Linked DNA regions of Mus musculus: regions 2, 3, 4 and 5 are each linked to region 1. A link is a contact called in public HiChIP or PLAC-seq and promoter capture Hi-C data. All regions are on one chromosome and are shown on one strand. The core of a region is the stretch at or near the end of the contact, and the rest is flanking DNA. Distances in the headings are between cores, read along the strand shown. Region 1 holds the start of H2-T24 (histocompatibility 2, T region locus 24). Region 2 holds the start of Trim39 (tripartite motif-containing 39). Region 3 holds the start of 4833427F10Rik (RIKEN cDNA 4833427F10 gene). Region 4 has its middle 8.4 kb from the start of Ier3. Region 5 holds the start of Tubb5 (tubulin, beta 5 class I).

The links. HiChIP or PLAC-seq counts read pairs in DNA pulled down with a chosen protein or histone mark. Capture Hi-C pulls out chosen DNA fragments and counts their contacts.
Region 2: a FOXA1 HiChIP or PLAC-seq map of pancreatic cancer cells shows a contact between it and region 1. The contact joins the promoter of Trim39 here to the promoter of H2-T24 in region 1. A contact is called at or near these places in 3 of 39 promoter capture datasets (the C10 cell line, embryonic stem cells and maxillary cranial neural crest), 2 of 115 datasets of contacts at active chromatin or transcription factors (T-cell acute lymphoblastic leukemia and pancreatic cancer cells) and 1 of 9 other capture datasets (adipose tissue).
Region 3: a contact with region 1 is called in an HNF4G HiChIP or PLAC-seq map of pancreatic cancer cells. The contact joins the promoter of 4833427F10Rik here to the promoter of H2-T24 in region 1. A contact is called at or near these places in 1 of 39 promoter capture datasets (the HPC-7 cell line), 1 of 115 datasets of contacts at active chromatin or transcription factors (pancreatic cancer cells) and 1 of 9 other capture datasets (adipose tissue).
Region 4: a FOXA1 HiChIP or PLAC-seq map of pancreatic cancer cells shows a contact between it and region 1. The contact joins the enhancer-like site here to the promoter of H2-T24 in region 1. A contact is called at or near these places in 2 of 39 promoter capture datasets (hematopoietic stem and progenitor cells and pre-B cells), 1 of 484 Hi-C or Micro-C datasets (pre-B cells), 3 of 115 datasets of contacts at active chromatin or transcription factors (large pre-B cells, microglia and pancreatic cancer cells) and 3 of 9 other capture datasets (adipose tissue, liver and pancreatic islet).
Region 5: a contact with region 1 is called in a promoter capture Hi-C map of adipose tissue. The contact joins the promoter of Tubb5 here to the promoter of H2-T24 in region 1. A contact is called at or near these places in 3 of 39 promoter capture datasets (the C10 cell line, hematopoietic stem and progenitor cells and pre-B cells), 1 of 15 datasets of contacts at CTCF or cohesin (CD8 T cells), 1 of 484 Hi-C or Micro-C datasets (pre-B cells), 3 of 115 datasets of contacts at active chromatin or transcription factors (the 230-238 cell line, large pre-B cells and pancreatic cancer cells) and 3 of 9 other capture datasets (adipose tissue, liver and macrophages).

What each region holds. Positions count from the first base shown.
Region 1 is chr17:36,019,231-36,021,977 of GRCm38.p6, reverse strand. It overlaps H2-T24 (histocompatibility 2, T region locus 24), which reads left to right and starts at 1,418. Exons shown (of 6, transcript NM_008207.3): 1 at 1,418-1,518. The coding sequence starts at 1,467. All of the region lies in intron 1 of A930015D03Rik (RIKEN cDNA A930015D03 gene), which reads right to left.
Region 2 is chr17:36,270,107-36,272,853 of GRCm38.p6, reverse strand. It overlaps Trim39 (tripartite motif-containing 39), which reads left to right and starts at 1,421. Exons shown (of 7, transcript NM_178281.1): 1 at 1,421-1,517.
Region 3 is chr17:35,771,047-35,773,793 of GRCm38.p6, reverse strand. 4833427F10Rik (RIKEN cDNA 4833427F10 gene) reads right to left here and starts at 1,344. Exons shown (of 3, transcript NR_045459.1): 1 at 883-1,344.
Region 4 is chr17:35,811,987-35,814,733 of GRCm38.p6, reverse strand. No RefSeq gene overlaps it. Among named protein-coding and RNA genes, the nearest start is that of Ier3, 8.4 kb to the left of the region's middle. Within about 2 kb of position 1,368, at least 276 of the 459 cell types and tissues checked have an H3K27ac peak or open chromatin away from gene starts, as enhancers often do. A contact at or near this core is called in adipose tissue, hematopoietic stem and progenitor cells, liver and 3 more, where this site is marked.
Region 5 is chr17:35,836,883-35,839,629 of GRCm38.p6, reverse strand. It overlaps Tubb5 (tubulin, beta 5 class I), which reads left to right and starts at 1,329. Exons shown (of 4, transcript NM_011655.5): 1 at 1,329-1,633. The coding sequence starts at 1,577.

The DNA of each region.
Region 1 (2,747 bases), core at 169-2,668:
TCTCTCCAGCCCCTAATTAAACCTTTTAATAATTTTTTTTTTCTTAGCACACAAAGTAATGGATTTAGCTGCAGCAGCACTCCAATGCACAATTATCATTCCACTTGGTTCTCTTTTACCCCATCTTTCCATCTTCACCCTCCCTGGTTGTATGTGGGACAGCTTACAGAATAAGGGCACTGAGCACTCTTGCCAGGCCATTGGCTAGGCTGGTAGCTAGCAAGCCCCAGTGATTCCCTCTTCAACACCCCCAGCACTCAAGTCACTGATGTGGCCAGAGGTAGCTGTTTACAGGGGTGCTTGAGATTTGAACTCAGGTCCTCATGTTTGCACAGGGCACAAATTGCTCTTCCAGAGAACCAGACTCAATTTCCTGAATCCATATCTGGTGGCTGACAATCATCTCTGACTCCAACTCCATGGTAGCCAATGCCACATCCTTGGATGCCCACCCAAATGTGGCACACATTCACGCACACACTGTGGTAGTTTGAATATGCTTGGCCCAGGAAGTGGAACTATTAGGTGGTGTAGCCTTGTTGAAGGAAGTGTGTCACTGTGAGGGTGGGCTTTGAGACCCTTCCCCTGGCTGCCTGGAAGACAGTATTCTGGTGCCCATCACAAGATATAGAGCTCTCAGCTCTATCTCCAGCACCATGCCTGCTTTCATGCTGCCATGCTTCCTGCCTTGATAATAATGGACTGAACCTATGAACCTGTAAGCCAGCCCCAGTTAAATGTTATCCTTTGTAAGAGTTGCCTTGGTGTCTCTTCACAGAAATGGAAACCCTAAGACTAAGACACACACACACACACACACACACACACACACACACACACCAGTTAAAAATAAGATGAATCTTTTTTTCTAAAAGAAAATAACAGAAACTACCTAATGAGAAGGAAACAGAAAGCAACAGGCACACTACACTAGAACAGTGGATGCCTTGTCTGGAAGGCTCTTGATGCTTTAGGTAATTACACTGAAATGACTGCAGTTCCACAAAGATACAAGTTAGCTAACTACCCAGCAGTAGAAAAGTGCTACAGTTTCGGTTTCGACTTCCCAGCTTCATCACTTCCCCACCCCCACCCCGCAGGAAAGCGCTGAAGTCTGACAGACTGACAGTGGGGCGGGGCGCTGAAGTCTAACACTGTTAACTGCCCCAAAGCCCAAAGTAAACAAGCTGAAACTCCTGGAAAAGAGTCAGAAATGTCATACAGAGGGCTCACTCCCCCTAGGGGCACTAGCCTGCAAGCCAGCAGACCCATATCCAGAAAAGAAAGCCTTCATCCTAGTGGGAAGCTCTGCAGGAACCCCTAAAGCTTGAAACTGAACCAGCCTTATCTGTTAACAGGCTTCACCCCACCCCCACCCCCACCCTATTGGTTTCCGCAGGCAGTCGCGACTTCTCTAAAGTCTAGTTTCTCAGGACAGTGGAAGCTTAAAGCTTGATCCTGACACCATGTGGGCTCTTATCTTCTGGCTTCTGAGTCACCCCCAGGACGGCGGAGCCCGTAAGTAGGGTTGTGTGCTGGGTAAATTTAAGACCGGAAAACCTCCAACCTCGAACCTTGGGCCATTTTGCAGAAGACTAGGTTTCAGTTAGTAGCTCTGTCTTCAAACTTGCTATGTAGACCAGGCTGGCCTTGAACTCAAAGGAGTTGGGACTAAAGGCATGCACCGCCAAACCAGCCCTTTCCTTACATTCTAATGTGGTTTTGAGTATTTGCTTGTATGTGTGCATAACATGCCAGAGGTCAGAAGAGGGCATGAAGCTCCCTCCAGCTGGTGCTCAGAACTATACCACAGTCTTCTGGAAGAACAGTAAGTGCTCTTAACAGCTGGGCTGCCTTCCCTACTTCTGCGAACTACATGTTTACTTATAAAGTATACACTGTGCACACTGTTGTGTAAATTTATCCATATGCATGTTTGTGTGTGCTCATGTGTAGCCTGCAACCCATAGTATAGCCCAGATGTGGAGGTCAGAGGACAACCTAATTTGGATCAGGTCTCCTTCCACCATATGGGTGGCAGCAGGTGCCTTTACTAGCTGAGCAGTCTGTCTCCCTGGCATCATCATTTGTTAAAGTCCTGGTTCTTTCTGCCAGCCCCATGCTCCTGGACATAAGATTCAGGCTCAAATTATATTTACAAATACCTTGGCCATATAGCTAGGCTCTACTCTGACTAGATTATAACTAAAAAATACCCATTTATTTTAAGCTGCATTTTGCCACGTGGCTGATTACTTGTGCTCAGGTACCACGTGTCCATGTGTCTGTCTCCTCACCTTTTTCCAGGCTCCTCTCTCTCCCGGACTCCTCCTCTCCCAGAATTCTTTCTCCTCCCAATGTCCCACCTCTATTTCCTGCTTAAGCTGTAGGCTTTTAAATTGACAGGTAAGGCATCCACAATACACAAGATGATCTCTCTACAGTCATTATCATTATCATCATCATTAATAATAATTATTGTATTATAGGATTCTATTTATGTGACCCTCAAATTCATGATCCTCCTGCCTCACACATACATGTATAATTATGTATTTCTGCTAGCTGGTTATAATGGTTGATTTCGTGTGTCAATTTGACTAGAACACAATATTCAGTTGAAATGGAGCTGGATATGGCATCTCACACCCATGATCCTGTAATCATTTGGAAGACTGAGTAGGAAGATTACTGAGTTCTAGGCAACCCTCCACCCAACCCCAGAAAAATAACTACTGTAGATATTT
Region 2 (2,747 bases), core at 172-2,671, 250 kb before region 1:
AACACACTCCTTCTCTCCTTATCTTTTTATAAAACACAACAAGGAGGCCAATGTGCAAGTCTGGAGTCTATCCATAAGCTCCATCTGCTCTCCCAGAGAAACTTAAGCAAGGTCTTCAAAGAGAAAGAAGCAGGCTTTGGTTCCCACCCAGTGTTTCCTGAGCACAGGATTTGGTCCTCCTGGCATCCTAGATGCAGGGGCAGCAAAGCACCGAACTAGACCGGTTTTCTACACTCCAGCTCCAGCCAGGGAAAGCGTTTCGCTAATGTCAGCTGTGGTGGCTACTCCTGGTGGTCAACTTGACTATCTGGAAGGAATTACAACCCAGAATTGGAGGGCTCACCTGTGATCCAGATCTTGAGGCTGGAAGACACAAGTTTCTGACCTGGATCTTGACATGGAGATCTTGAGGTACAGTGGCCATTAAGTTTAGGACCAGGCAAGGCAGTACACGACTTCAATCCCAGACTGGGGCAAGGAGTTCTCTGAGTTCAAAGTCAGCCCGGGAGAAAGCAAGTCCCAAATCCAAACAAGGTGGTGCACACCTTAATCTGGGCCACGCCTTCTGCTGGAAGTCTACATAAGGACATAGGAAGAAGGAAGATTCTCTTCTTCACGGGCTTGCACTTACTTGCCAGCACATCTGTCGGAACCTACTTCTACAGAAGACCAGCTGAAAGAACTAGCCACGTGGGACTGCGCAACTACTAGATTCTTGGACTTCCCATCCACAGCTGCCCATTGTTGGGTTAGCCTGTAAGTCATCACGATTAATTATAGAGAGAGAAACATTCACTAGGTTCTGTAGCTCTAGAGAACCCCTGGCTAATACATCACCCAACCGGAGGAGGGGAAAAGACGCACCTCGGTCTGCAGCCAAGATAACTCACCTACTACAGCTTGCCGGTTAAATTGCCAAACCTCAGCCAGTCGGAAGTGACGTGCCAGCATAGACTCTCAGGTCGGCCACGTAATACACCGCCGCCTTAAACAGCAACCCTCCCCCAGAATTGACCCGGAGACCGGGAAAGTGTGGCCCAACGCCCACAACCCGTAGCCGCCCAGGCCTCTGCGGTTCCCAGCCCCACCGAGGACCAGCTTGAGCCTCTGCGGGCTCGCTGACCGCGCAGCTCTGCCAGCCCAGCCACGGCGCGCTGCCCGCCATGGGGTTCGGCGTCTCGCCACGCGCATGCGCGGCCCTCAGTCTCCGGGGGACCGCTCTGGTCACCTGGGCGCCAGCACCTCAGCCACGGGAAGCGGCGGGTTCCCTCTCGCCCGGTAAACTAGCCGCGCAGGCCCTCGCCTCCGGCTCTCCGCCCGCCACCCGCCGCGGGCCCGACTAGGCCCTGGCACGGCGGCTCGGCGCCGCGCAGCTGTCTTCCATCGCCGCAGCGCGGCTTCCGCTTCCGGCGAGTATTGTGTGTCGCGCCGCGGGGCGGGGGTGAGGGGAGGAGGAAGGAGGGAGGCAGTGCTCCGGCGGCTCCGCGCCCGGCACTCCGGGACCCGGAGCCGGGAAGGTAGGTGCTGCGCCGCCGCCACAAGGGTCCCGCAGCCGGCTCCAGCGAGCGGGCTCCTCTCGCCGCGGCCCTACGCCCGGCGAGTACGTCAGCCGGCCGGCGCGCAACCACAGCTGCCTCCGCCCGCCTCGGGCCCGGAGGACGTTTGCCGCCCCGGCGACGTCAGCGCGTCCGGCGTTGCTTGGCTACCCCGCCGTTCCCCTGTCCCGCTGCCTTTGGTCTCCCCGGGTGAAACTGACGCAGTCATCGCGGGTCTGGGCTGCGACATGGCAGCGGGCATCCCACCTTCACGTCACACCTCTCCCTCACTTAGACACGCATCCGTTCCTCCCTGCCAAGCACGACGTATGCTCCCTCACTCTGGTCCTCATGCTCCCGATATGGCTGGAGAAGATGGAGAACGGGTGGGACAGAGTTGTGGCCAGTGCTTGAAAGAGGCTCCTGAGGTGGTACCCAATAGTGATTAAAGGCAAAACGTGGACGTCTCTGACGCGATTACTTACACTGAGATCGAGTAATGGAGAGTGGGAGGAAGGATCAAGCCAGAGGAGCACAAGGCCATATTATGGCTGCCCTCTACACCACCACCACACCACCCCCAGCTCCAAATCCTCTCCGTTCTTCACTATCCTTGAGCCCGTTTCTCTCTCATACCATCTATTTGCTAATTAGATACATGCAGGTCTCTCAAGTGTGAATATGGTTCAGTTTTAGGTGAGGATGCCACTTATCTGTAGGATTGAGGAGGAGGAGGCTAAGTCACTAGTCAAAACTGGATTCTAATGGGCAGAGAAGAAAGAAATCATCCAACTGTACTTATCTGGATCAATTCTTTTCTCCATTAAAAGAGGATAAGTTACCAACTCCTACTTAAAATCCTTCCATTTGTACCACCAGTATACAGAAATAATCATTGTTGCCCCAATTCATTACATGGGCACTTTTCTGTCGATGGGTAGACCTATCAAATTTCCTTCCTTTTTGGGGGGCCCCTTTTGGGACAGAAGGAAAGTAGGGGGTTATGGGACCAGATAAATTAGCTTACTTATGTATTGACATCTTAAGAATGGAGAGCTTTGGTTGTCTCTTTCCATACACTTATTCATTTATTGAGACCAATAACTATTTATTGGTTATATTTAATTTAGGCTGGCCTCGAGTTCCTGAGGCTCCTGCCTTTGCCTCCTCGGTACATGCGCTACCTACCTAGTATTAACCATACCTGGCTAA
Region 3 (2,747 bases), core at 95-2,594, 250 kb after region 1:
TGTAAGGAAGGATCCTTTCTTCCTTTGTTTCTTCCTTTTTTTTTTTTTTTTTTTTTTTTTTTTTTTGAGACAGGGTTTCTCTGTATAGCCCTGGCTGTCCTGGAACTCACTTTGTAGACCAGGCTGGCCTCAAACTCAGAAATCCGCCTGCCTCTGCCTCCCAAGTGCTGGGATTAAAGGCATGTGCCACCACACCCGGCTGTTTCTTCCTTTTTGTTTCCTTCTTTGTTTCTTTGTTTCTTTCTTCCTTTCTTAATTAATGTCTGTGAGTGTTTTGCCTGTGGGTATGTACCGGCATCACATGCATACATACAGTACCCACAGAGCCCCGAAGAGGGCTGGCCTTATCTATGGTTGTGAGCCTCCTAGAACTCACTGTGTAGCCCAGGCTGGACCCAAACTTGTAATGATCCTCTTGCCTCTGTCTCCTGAATGCTGGAATTGCAGGTGTGAGGTACCTTTTAAGGATCATCTCTAAGCTGATCTCTAACACAGAGCAAACTTTCCATCTCTGTCTTTTCTTACACTGTCTCCCCAATTGCTCAGGATTACACATGTGAACTATGTTCAGTAAATAAAGGAGTATTGAAGACTCAGTCAAGTAAAACAGCTGTGTGGGTCAGGCACCTTGAAAATGTCACAGATGGCTCAAATCCAGTTTTTTCTTTTTCTGGAGATAAGGTCTCGTGTAGCCCAGGCTGGCCTCAAACTCCTAATGTATCTGAAGATGACTTTGAACTAATGATTCTCCTGCCTGTACCTCCCAGGTGCTGGCATTACAGATGTGTACCACTATGCCTGTCTTAGGGTTTTACTTCTGTGAACAGACACCGTGACCAAGGCAACTTTTATAAGGACAACATTAAATTGGGGCTGACTTACAGTTTCAGAGGCTCAGATCATTTTCATCAAGGTGGGAACATGGCAGCATCCAGGCAGGCATGGTGCAGGAGGAACTGAGAGGTCTACATCTTCATCTGAAGGCTGCTAGCAGAATACTTACTTCCAGGCAGCTAGGATAAGGGTCTTAAAGCCCCTGCCCACAGTGATACACATGCTCTAACAAGTTCCCACCTACTTTCACAGGGCCACACATTCTGATAGTGCCACTCCCAGAGCCAAGCACATACAAACCACCACAATGCCTGGTTTTTTGTGGTACTGGGAACTGAACCCAGGGCTTCTTCCATTCTAATTGATTACACTATCCACTAAGTTCCAACCTTAGTCCCCATTCATTTTGATTAAAAGCTCTTTTGTACATTGAAGTTTCTGATTCTTTGTTATGTTACCAAAAACCCCTTGCCATGAGACTGACTCTCATGGCAAACTCTGTCTCCTGTCTCTTGATGTCTATCAGGGCAGAGATTCCCTCTTGGTGAGCAACAAAACTGTCCTTTCTGACTCCTCCCCACGTCCCAGCCTGTGAGACGAAGCTTCCTTGTATGGCGTCCTGTTGCTGGAAGGGTCTCCTAGATGTCTGACCAGAGCTCGATGTTCTATATAGTCTGCCATAAATCCCCGTGTCTGACAGGCCTTGATTTGCTGCCATGGCATTCAAGGTATGCAAACAGCTTGGAGTGTTCTGCCAGGCTCGAGCGGAGGCCTTGGGTAAGCTTCTGCCTGTGGCACGGTGTGTGCCCGTTTTTGGACACAGCTTCTCATACTGTGTCACTGAGAAGAGTGAAGCCAGGTCACATCAACTATAGCTGCAAAAATTCTGAGCAGCTGGGCCTGCTGGGATACACCTGTAATTTCAGTGCTGGGGATGCGGAGGCAGGAGGATAGCTCTAGAGCTGTGTGTGTGTGCGCTTGTGTGTGTGTGTGTTTGGGCTTGTGTGTGTTCAGGGGTGTATGTGTGTGTTTCCAGGATCAAGCAGGGAAGATGGAGGACAACGTGTGGGAGTTGGTTCTTGCCTCTCACTGTGTGGGCACGGAGGACTGAACTGAAGTCATCCGACTTGGTGCCAAGGGCCTCCACCTGATGAGTCATGGAGCCAGGGGAAAAGAAGTGTTTCATGAATTCTGACTCTTATAATGAGGGCAAGGAACAACCTTAGAAGAAAAAAATAAGTGTTGCTTAGGAAAATGAAAAGCAGGTAAGTGCCTTTAATCCAGCACTCAGGTGGCAGGGCGGGAGGGTCTCTGTAAGCTTCAGGCCAGCCTGATCTACATTGTAAGCAAGTTTCAGGCCACTTGGGGCTACGTAGAGATCCTGTCTTTTAAAACCAAACCAAACAAACATCTCTGCTTCTTAAAAATGTCCTCCTGCTACATTGCCGGGGGCCGATGTTTGATTTTTAGAGAGTATTTGCTTACACTCCAGGGAAGTTAGGCAAAGCTGGGAGTTCACAGCGGCTAAGCTGACTGCAGGCCTTCAGAGCGCTCGCTCCTACAGGAGTTTTATCAACCCAATTCGGCAGAGGATGCTGGAATTTACCTAAAGTCACAGAGTGAGACAGGGTCTTTCTCTGAGACCTGAGGCACACAGATTAGATGAGGCTGCCTGATCAGCAAGCCAAGGGGCCTTCTGTCTCTATGTTTCCAGCACTGGGTTTAAAGTTCATGTTGCTCACCCTGGATGTTTATGTGGGTGCTGAGGATTGAACTGTGGTCCCTGTGTGTGTGTGTGTGGCAAGCACTTTACTGGGAGTGCATCAGCTCCCCAGCCTGGAGTTCCCACTCTTTCTAAGGCCCACCCAACATTCTAGCAGGACAGCCCCTTCCTCCAGTCAGTTCCAGAGGGG
Region 4 (2,747 bases), core at 119-2,618, 210 kb after region 1:
CAGCTTTGTCCAGCTGCACCAACGCAGGCTTCCTAGACTAGATTTCAGGAAGCAGAGAATAGGGCTTCTCTTTGGCTTCGGTTTCCTTCTTGCCAGATTGTAATTCTATGAAGGCTGACTTGTTCATCTTGTAGGACGCTGTTTCCAATTTTCCAAGGTCTAGAACTTTTTTCATTTTTCTTTCTTTCTTTTTTTTTTTTTTTTTTTTTTTTTTTTGGTTTTTTGAGACAGGGTTTTTCTGTGTATCTGTGTAGCCCTGGCTGTCCTGGAACTCACTTTGTAGTCCAGGCTGGCCTCGAACTCAGAAATCCGCCTGCCTCTGCCTCCCAAGTGTTAGGATTAAAGGCACTGCCTGTTTTTTGTTTGTTTGTTTGTTTGTTTGTTTTAGATAATGTCTCTGGCTGTTGAGATGGCTCTTGTGGCAAAGATGCCTGCCATCAAGCCTAAAGAGCCTAAAATACCTTAAGCTCTATGCCCAGGATCCACACAGCAGGAGGAGAAGGCCAACTCCCACAAGCTGTCCTCTGATTTCCATTCACAGACTGTGGCATGAATGCCTACACACACACACACACACACACACACACACACACACACACACAGAGACAGAGAGACAGAGAGTGAGACAGAGAGACCTCTGTCTCTAGAGAGAGAGGCAGACTCATGAAACTCACCATGGCCTTGAACTCTCTAAGTAGCTGAGAAGGACCTTGAACTGCTGGGATTAGTCGCAATTTACTGGGTACTAGACACTGAACACAGGGCCTCTGTGTGCTAGGCAAGCACTCTACCTTGATCATATGGGAGTCGGCCTGCAGCTCCAGTCATTACTTCAGTGTTAGCAACTGGAGGGTATGACTGAACCGAGGACTTCCTGTATGCTAGACGAGCACTCTACCAACTGAACCACTGCCCACCCCACCCTTTTTACACAAGATCAAATCGGGGGAAAGGTAGAGTGGGTAAAGGTGTCTCTTTGTCATGCCTTTTGTGGTACCCTGTATTTACCGATGACTGATCTATACAGTTGAAGGCCTTAGATTACAGGCCCTCCGTTGGACTTGCACTTCTGAAGCCCCATGATTCAGAAGCGGGTTTTTTTATAGGTCCCCGAAAGTCTGCTGTGCCTCCCTCCCCCTCGAGAGCAGTACCACAGGGCCTTTTCTTTAAAGGTTGGGAGGGAATGTCCCCTCCCAGAGAAGCCTCTCAGCTAGAATGCTCAAGTTGAGGGCTGGCCAGATGCCATTAGGGATCGCGTGTTAGGACTGGCTTGATCTGCTGCCAAGGGTGAGCCCTGCGGTGGTATTCTGGGAAGAGGAGATGCCATGTGACTCAGAACCAAGTTAGGGAAAAAACAACCTCACTCAGTCCCTGGCACTCTGCCTCCCCAGTATGGCTTTGACATGACCTCATGAAAGAGGAAGCTGGACCGGGCAGACTAGAGCTTTGCTTTCCCTTCAGGTTTTGTCTCCACTGTCTCATAGATTCCCTAGAGTGTCTGGGCCTTAAGCTGCCGTCATTCTGGCTCCTAAGTAGTTCTGGCCCACTGCAGACATTCCCCCCGCATCAGACAATCAAGGAGTTAGAAATCCCACTCAGCACCGAAGGGAATGTGAGATGACACGTGTTTCTTCTCACCACTGAGCTCCTTCCCTGAATGGCTCTCATTTGGAGTTGCTCCTGTCTGCTGGAGATCGAGGATAGATCAAGTGCTACTGCCCCCCAGAATGTAGGAGTGGTTGTATAGCTACATTCCCCAGTTCAGAAAGCAGGGACTCCCACATTCCTGGGCAGCTGAGCCACCTTTGGAGCTGCTGCATCTCAGCTGAGACCAACCTATCTAATGCATTTGGTATTCAGAACCAAGGACTTTCAGGAAATGAGGGCGGTGCTGGGTCACAAAGAACCTTCCAAAAGCCAGGTGCCCCTGGTGCTAAAGTCTGGCACTTGGGACTTTCACCGGCACGGCCTGGGTTCAGTTCTTGAACTGATGAGGTGAGGTGAGGATGAAGATGTGGCTTAGTGGCTGGAGGGCTTGCTGAGTATGCTTGAGGCCTGAGGTCTGATCCCTCACAGCGGAAAAATAGACACTGTGGTGCAAACCTATAATCTCAGCCCTCTGGATGTGGAAGAGGATAAGGAGCATTAAGGCATTGAGGTTTGCTCTTTTGTTTGTACTGTCATGCTAAACGCTGGCCCCAAGGCCTGGTTGACCCTCAGGAACGTGAGGATCTCCAAGTAGACCCAAGTGATGCTGTGACCTTGCCCCCCAAGTTATCCCTGATGGGTGAATAAAGATGCCTACAGCTATAACCGTGCAAAGTCAAAGTAGGCAGGGCCTGGGGTTCCCCGGGCTGACCAAGCCAGTTCAGTCAGTCAACATGGTCTTGAGGGAGTGAGTGAGGATTAAAGACCAAAAAGGCAACACTAGAACATGACTCCAGCCAGGGCTGAAGGTGAAGTGGGTTTATTCTTTTCCAGACTGCTTTTATATCATTCTAGGTACATACAAAGCATATGGTCAGTCCTAAGGCATAAACAAAGGAGCCAGGGAACAAACAAGGCAGAAGAATGCATTAGATCCTCTGGAGTTACGGATGGTTATGAGCTATCATGTGGGTGCCCGGCCCTCCGGTAGGGCAACAAGAGCTCTTAATTGCTGAGTCATCTTTCTAGCCCTGATTTATTATTTTTAAATGTTTTTTTTCTGTGTATGAATGTTTTGCCTATAGACATGTAAGTGTACC
Region 5 (2,747 bases), core at 80-2,579, 180 kb after region 1:
GAGGATACTTAGTAATTTTCGAAACCCTGGAAAGAGAACATTAAGGCCTCTAACTTGAGCCCATTCAATCAACTCCCTTCTTCCTGCTCAGTTCCAGCACATTGCCACAGACTCACCTAATGAATAAAATCATTTAACTGGAAAAACAAACAAATCCCCTTGCTTCAAGCAAGTGTCTGAGAGAGGGAGGCACTGTCTAAAGACTGACATTCTCTTAGTCTGTCCACCCTACAGCCTGTCCTGACAGGATGACCAGAATGTCTTCAGCGTCGTCTGAAAGGCCCAAATCCCACGCAGATTTTACATACACCTTCTGTCTTAGGCAGGATTTCCATTCCTGCACAACCAAGAAGCAAGTTGGGGAGGAAAGGGTTTATTCAGCTCACACTTCCACATTGCTATTCATCACTGAATGAAGTCAGGACTGGAACTCAAGCAGGTCAGAAAGCAGGAGCTGATGCAGAGGCCATGGAGGGATGTTCTTTACTGGTTTGCTCAGCTTGCTCTCTTATAGAACCAAGACTACCAGCCCAGAGATGGCCCCACCCACAATGGGCCCTTCCCCCTTGATCACTAATTGAGAAAATGCCTTACAGTTGGATCTCATGGAGGCATTTCCCCAACTGAAGCTCCTTTCTCGGTGATAACTCCAGTCTGTGTCAAGTTGACACATAAAACCAGCCAGTACACCTTCATTCTTTTGGGACATCAGCTCCATGCAGTTTTCACCACGATCTTTGCAATTTTGTTTCTCTTTTGAAAATCCTTGAGACAACTCCCTTGGAAACAGAAGGGTAATTCTTTCTTCTGGAGGGATGCGAGGGAGCTGTGCCTTACTGAAATTCCTGTCTTGGGATCACAAAGAACTAGATACTGTGTATCAGGGAAGGACAACATAGTTCTCAGGATTTTCCGCTGAGCTATGCAGTCTGGCTTTTCTAGACCTACTGCGGTGGGCAGCTGGCAGGGCGTGTCCAACACACCTTCCAACTCTGGCACCTCAGATCTCCTAATTACTACATTTCTCCAAACCTCTTTTAGTACAAAATCCTCTCTCAGAATAGAAAATAGGAATCTCGTGTGAGGACATTTTTCATGAAAAAATAAAATCACACACACACAAGATAACCCCAATTCCTCATACAGTACCCACCCATTCCTAACTTCTTTTTGCAGCGTGGACAACAATAGAGAACTACAACTCCCAAAAAAGACTGCGCTCGCCACTGGCTCAGAAACCAATGGCCGCCTGGCACGTGATCGGTTGGTCTAATCAGCGACTGGTTGGGTAGGCTTTGTCTAAGACCCGGGGCGCCCGCCTATCTCCCGCCCCCGGCCGCGCGAACGCGAGCCCCGCCCTGCGCGCCTTCCCTCCTGCGCTCGCCGGCCTCTTCTGCCTCTTAGAACCTTCCTGCGGTCGTGCTTGCATCTCGCTGCTGCAGCCTCCCGGGCTCCGGTCCATCCTTTCAGTCTGAGACCGGCCCAGAAGAAAAAAACCCCAAAAACCTTAATTTTCTTTCTTGTTCGGTACCTACATTGGAACCATCAAAAACAATTATTTCAGTAAACCGTAGCCATGAGGGAAATCGTGCACATCCAGGCCGGACAGTGTGGCAACCAGATCGGTGCTAAGGTAAGGACTTTAAAATTTTAGCTGAAATATGTAAAGATGAGAATTCTGTGTTAATTGTGAGCATTGTTCACGGAGTTCTTGCATTCTCCACCCGTCAGATTTGGCCCCTCAAAGTTTTTCACGTATAAATATAACCCATATTTGTAGCTAGCGTTCTGATATTGAAAAATGAGGAAATGTTTTTCTTGGCACATTTTCGGAAAGCTAATAAAAGAGCCTTTCGAGTTTAGGGAAAAGGAGAGGCTGAGGGACTGTGAAGAGCTGGTCTTAAAAGGGGTTTTCTAACGGTTCGAGGACTGGAGGGATGCGGAAACGATCCGAGACAAAGCCGAGGCGAGGTTTTCCCCTTGCGCCACCCCCACCCAGCCTGGAGGGCTCTACTGGAACAGAATGGAGGGGGGAAGGGGCGAGGTTTGGCGGGCAGCTGCAGAGGTGCCCGGTGCGCATTACCTCTCAACAAAGGCTTGGACACTCCATCGAACCCGCCATCCCAATGCTTTTTTTAGGTAATGACTCTGTATAGGGGCCTACTTTTACTTTTCATTGCCCTTTAGGGTGTGAGCGGTATGAAAGTGAGCTTTTCAAATATGTGAGACTGTCTGGGAGACTAAGGAGAGGGAAGGAAGGGAATAAAGATAGGCAATGGGGCTTTTTAAAGATTTTTCCCCCTTTTTTGCTAGCAATTAACAATGTAGCGGGGGAGGGGAGGGAGGAAGTGCGGCCGCTAAATTGTAGCCGAAGGGTGGGACCCTTTGGGGGCGGGGTTGGAGCCCCTGGCGCGCAGGGACAATGCGGCCCCTACCCGCGGGGGCGCACTGGCCCCGCCCCTCGAGCTAGGCCCCGCCCGCGCTGCTCCCGCCTTTGTGGTTTGCTGGAGGAGCGGCCCGCCACCGCAGTCACGTGGAGCACGTAAGGGGTGGGCGACTGCAGTGGCCGCACCTTTCTCCCCCAACTCTTTTGTGCTGGCCTGGAAGGGCGGTTCCTGGCTTCAGGAGCCAACCTGGGTGCAAAGCCAAATAGGTGGGCTCCAATCCGCCCACATAGAGGTTTATAGCGCCTGACCCACCCATCACCGGTCCTATGCCGAAAGGTTTTAGCCTTCCATCGCGTAGGT